Regions from separate parts of the Sus scrofa genome. Here region 2 is linked to region 1. A link is a contact called in public HiChIP or PLAC-seq data. All regions are on one chromosome and are shown on one strand. Each heading gives the region's core, a stretch centred on a gene start, on an enhancer-like site or on the middle of the called end of the contact. The rest is flanking DNA. Distances are from core to core; before and after follow the strand shown. Region 1 holds the start of C1H6orf183 (putative uncharacterized protein C6orf183 homolog). Region 2 holds the start of CD164 (sialomucin core protein 24).

Region 1 (2,527 bases), core at 12-2,511:
ATTGAGATCCTGAACTGTCTAAAGTGCTTTTAATTCAATATACCTTTATGAAATTTTGAATTATGTTTCTAGCCTTTATAAATTGTAGTATTTTTTAAATTAATGCCTGATGACCTCCGAAGAGTCCCAAATAATAAATGATTGCTTTTTTTGTTTTGCTTATTGACTGAGGTACCTAATCTCGCCATATTTTAGAAACATTGTTCACTTTGCACATACCTTAAGCTAAATTTAAGGAATTATACACAAGGAGTTCCTGTCGTGGTACAGTGGTTAACGAATCCGACTAGGAACCATAAGGTTGCAGGTTTGATCCCTGGCCTTGCTCAGCGGGTTAAGGATCTGGCATTGCCATGAGCTGTGGTGTAGGTTGCAGACGTGGCTCGGATCCCGAGTTGCTGTGACTCTGGCGTAGACCCCAAGCCTGGGAACCTCCATATGCGCAGGTGCGGCCCAGAAAAGACAAAAGAAATTATACACAAATGATATTTAAAATTCAGTTAAATTTGAGACACAAGTGGTATTCCATTTTTTCATTTAGTAGGCTTATAACCTTAAGAACCAATATAAAATTAAGAGTATGGAAAGGTCTTTTAACTTTTGTGATGCTTCCTCCCTATCTTGTTTTAGAGCTGGGAAACTTTTCTTCTTTAGAAAGGGAAAAGCTTTGTGAAGAGGTCTTAAGCCCAAGTCTTTATGTGACAATTAGAAATAGTAACCTAGGAGTTCCTGTCGTGGCTCAGTGGTAACGAACCCGATGAGTATCCATGAGAATGGGGGTTGGATCCCTGTCCTCGCTCAGTGGGTTAAGAATCTGGTGTTGCCATGAGCTGTGGTGTAGGTCATAGACGTGGCTCAGATCCTGCGTTGCTGTGGCCATGGTGTAGGCCAGCAGCTGCAGCTCCAGTTTGACCCTTAGCCTGGGAACTTCCATATACTGAACTTGTGGTCCTAAAAAGCAAGAAAAAAAGAAAAGAAATAGTAAGCTAATCTTAGTTGACAGTAACTTAACTGTGGAAACCTTTCTTTGCTCTTCCCATTCTCTTTTATAAATCTAGTTTTGATTTATTTTAACACAAATCATCTGTTTTATCTTACTCTTTTATAACTATATTTTTGATATTTTGATTAGCAATATCATAAGAGATTTCTTTGAACATATAGCTTTATAATAAATTTACATTTGTTGACCTGTCTTTCCAGAAGCCTGCAGAAACTGGTAGACTCTTCTGAACTTTGGTTTCTCATGAAAATTCTTTAGGGCAACTAGAGAATTGGCATCATCGACTGAAGTAGAAATAGAAGACTGGCAGAAAAGGCATAATAGAAGAGAGGAGCTCAGAAGATAGGGTGGCAGTTTAAGAGATGGTGATTCCAAAGGGACAAAGTTGGAGGTACATCTTTATCTACAGGTGGGGAATGTTCAAAGTATGAAAGAATTAAAAGATCAAGGTCTTGGGGAGAAATTCCCATTGTGGCTCAGCAGAAATGAACCCGACTAGTATCCATGAGTGATGCGGGTTCAATCCTTGACCCCACTCAGTGGGTTAAGGATCCTGTGTGTCCACAGGCTGTGGTATAGGTTGCAGACGTGGCTCGAATCTGGCATTACTGTGGCTGTGGTGTAGGCTGGCAGCTGTAGCTCCGATTCAACCCCTGGCCTGGGAACTTGCATATGCGACTGGCGTGGCCCTAAAAAGCAAAAAAAAAAAAAGATCTTGGGGAGCTAGGAAAAGAAATTTTTTTAAAGGTAGTCTTTATATCCTCCTAGGAAATCTCAGAAAGTGTGTATAAGAGAAAGAGGATAATTGTGGACCCTCTGTGGGGGAGGAAGAAAACTGATACATTCTCATTGAGAGAATAGGTGCTATATCAGAAGACCTTTCATACCTGAAGTGGGAGATGGCTGAAAATAATTTATACTTCAAATTGTCCTTGAAAGTAACTAATGGCAGAGATAAAAGTTTCTTTCCCTCTGTTTTAAACAGTACATGTCCTTCACCCACTTTTACTCCCTCTCCCTTTACAGCTTCTTCAGCCCCAGAGATGTTCAGTTTTGTCACCTTATCATTTTTGTGACTTTAATTTTTCTTCTTGAAAATATGAATGCTATAGTTCATACTTAGCAAAAAACTCACCAGGACCATAATGAGCCCAGTCTTTCTGTGCCTTTGTTTTTAATGCACTTAGGACAGTGGCCCAATATATTTAGTTTATCAGTGGTGAAATTATTACTTCTAAAAATATATTACTAAAACAAATTACCAGAAGAAATTAAAATCAATTAAGGAATACTTGAACATTTCAATTAAGAATTGAGAATTTTCTTGCAAAATTAGTGTCATATAGTAGAAAAAACACAGATTTCAGAATTAGGAGACTTGGGGTTCATATTTGTGATTCCTCCAGTTAGTAGTTTAGGCAATTGAATAACTTTTTTCGGCCTCCATTTCTCATTTATAAATCTAGGATTGTATTACTACCTACCTCCCAGGCTTATTGTGAGGATTAAATGTCAAAGCACCCA
Region 2 (2,527 bases), core at 19-2,518, 230 kb after region 1:
CAGCTTCTCAAACTACTAAACATAGGGTTTTGACACAGTTAATTTATCTCCTTCCATCTCCTAAGTTTCACCACCTATCTTTGAGTTTGAGATATATGCGAAGTACCAGATATACGAATGGGTATGGTACTTTTCCTCCATTGCACATATAGCATGGGGCGTATTAAGCTTTAATTAATTAAAAGCTCCAACCTCAAATACATCCCATACCTATCCGCAAAATCGATGTAATTAAATCCCAAGCCACTTATTTTTTCACACCCAGGTCTGAGGCACCAGAAAACGTTAACGTCTTCAGCGTCTCTTTCCCTCTTTCGCCAACCTCAGGAGAAGCCTGCCTTCGAAAAGAAAACCTGGGTGGACAAACGACTAACGCCAACGAGAGGGAATTCGGTCTCGTCGCCAACTTTGGAGGCGGCCGCCTCGCCCCATAATCAACCTCACCGCTGCCACCGCGGAAGGAAGCCACGTCCCCTCTTCCGAGCCTGAAGTCAGGCTGGGGATTACGAGGCACTTTTAAACAGCACCACGGCGCGGGATACTGTGAGGTCGGAAACCGCCGCCCCTTCCCCCCAGGGCGCTTCCCCACCTCGGCCACCGCGGCCACCTCGGCCTGGTCCCGGCTGGACTCGGACGGGCCGCCATGTTGCCTGAGCGCGGCCCGCCCGGGCCCCGGCTCCGCGGGCATCGCGGGCGGCTCCGCCCGGGAGAAGAGCGTAGGAAGCCCGTAGGACCGGCGCCCACCTGGTGCTGGAGTGGGGAGCGTCTTCGGCGGCGCGGAGGTTGTCTGGGTGGTGGGCGGTGAAAGCCAGGGTGTAGTCGTACTCGGAGGCAGGATGGTGCTGTTCTTCGCCGCTGTCAGCACGCAGAGCGCGGCCAGGCAGCCGACGGCCCAAAGAAGCTGGCGGGAGAGCCCCAACATCGCGTCCTTCGCGCTGGCGTCCAAGCGAAAGATGAGGTGCTCAACGGAGCGTGCGTCCCTCTGTCCCCTGCGGCGATGCCCTCGAGATTTCGCTCCCCCCGCGGGAGCGTGCCGGGGTCACGTGAGCTACCCCAGGGCCGCGGCGTGCGGAGGCGGGGCGCTGGCGACACCAACTGGAATCCTACGGGAGGGGGAACAGGAACATCGAGAGGAAACCTGAAGGAAGCTGTCCCTCCAAGCGACTGTATATAGCGAAGAAACTGGACAGACACATAAAATTCTTTTCTTTACCCTGAGACTGTCACAAGGATGCGGCTGGGCTTTTCTCGTTCCGGCAACAGAGAAGGCTCCCACCCCGTCTTGGATGGGACAAGCTATATGACGTAGCCACGGCGTCGTGGCGGTGAATCGGCTATACCCCACGTGACCCCCGGAGCCGCGCCCCTAGGACCCGAGTACCGCAAGGCGGAAGTAGTTTCCAGGCGTTTCGCTCAGGACCCGGGCAGGCATAAAGTTTGTACTGCCCTCGCGCGTTGCCAAGGTGCTTGCATAAGTATCCTTCTCAGGACCCGCGCGTTTCCCATTGAAAGTGGGTTTTGTTGTAAGTGACCTCGTGTTAGGAAATCCCAGGGAAATGGAGATACCGCGCGCGGTTCAGTTTTTGCTCTGGCGCCCACACTACGTGAGCGGCTGAGACACTGAAAGCGTTCTCCTGCTTTCCAGCCGGAGCCGCACACCATCTGCCTCTGTCACACTTTCACACCTTGAGTTTTCTGAGTCTCTCGCGGTTTCAGCCAGTGAGCGGTGGCAGCCGCCGGTCCGTGCCACTGCTATAGTGGAAGCATCAAAGACGGTAGAGTTGGAAATCCATCTGGGTTGTTCCCACCCCCACTTTACAGGTGAAGAAACCGAGACTCAGAAAAGTGACTCGACTGAAAGGCACAATTGCTTGGCGTCATGGCTGGATTTTGAAATGCCTGTTAATATTCTGCCACTGCTCAGGCTTTTAGTAGGGATGAGCGCCATCTGATGCTCAGTCTCACAAAAATATTTACGCGTACAGCCATGCTTCTATCAAATGGTAAAAGTTGGATTATAAAGCTGTTTTCAGCTATTTGTATTTATCATTTAATTTTAATTGCGCACACCTATCCTAAAAAGAAAAAGTAACGCAACATCAGTAGCTTTTGTGAGATGTACCCCGCTATGGAATCCACCCCCCCCCAAAAGATGACTGTGTAAGCTATTTACCTTGTTTACCTAAACTTGAAGGCTTTCCTAAACCTACAATCAAATCAGTGGGGTGCTTGTGTACCCTCCTGACTATAAACATTTGTTCCATGAACTAGGCTAGTTAGAGATTGCTTGGATGTAAGCCAGAAACTCGTTTTTTTACTGGTCCAACTTGCCATCCAAAGCATGAGAGTACAACCAAGTAAGTAAGTGAGGTCTCATCATCAGCCTTCAAACCTATCTCTTCAGTCAGGATTCCTCTCACACAGTATTTATTTAGCACATGACCATCTGATACCAGACCAAATGAAGGCACTAGTCAACTTTTTTTTTAATGTTGAAAATGTAATAGAAGTTCTGTTTTCTTCCCAT

Evidence for each region. HiChIP or PLAC-seq counts read pairs in DNA pulled down with a chosen protein or histone mark.
Region 2: a contact with region 1 is called in an H3K27ac HiChIP or PLAC-seq map of skeletal muscle. The contact joins the promoter of CD164 here to the promoter of C1H6orf183 in region 1. A contact is called at or near these places in 1 of 5 promoter capture datasets (liver) and 2 of 2 datasets of contacts at active chromatin or transcription factors (alveolar macrophages and skeletal muscle).

Annotation. Positions count from the first base shown.
Region 1 is chr1:75,226,874-75,229,400 of Sscrofa11.1, forward strand. C1H6orf183 (putative uncharacterized protein C6orf183 homolog) reads left to right here and starts at 1,262. Exons shown (of 48, transcript XM_021090835.1): 1 at 1,262-1,394. CEP57L1 (centrosomal protein CEP57L1) reads left to right here. Exons shown (of 11, transcript XM_021090896.1): 11 at 1,204-1,337. The coding sequence ends at 1,233.
Region 2 is chr1:75,456,872-75,459,398 of Sscrofa11.1, forward strand. It overlaps CD164 (sialomucin core protein 24), which reads right to left and starts at 1,269. Exons shown (of 7, transcript XM_001924626.5): 1 at 1,214-1,269; 2 at 745-1,103. The coding sequence starts at 922. It overlaps LOC102164525 (a long non-coding RNA gene), which reads left to right and starts at 1,373. Exons shown (of 4, transcript XR_300811.3): 1 at 1,373-1,463.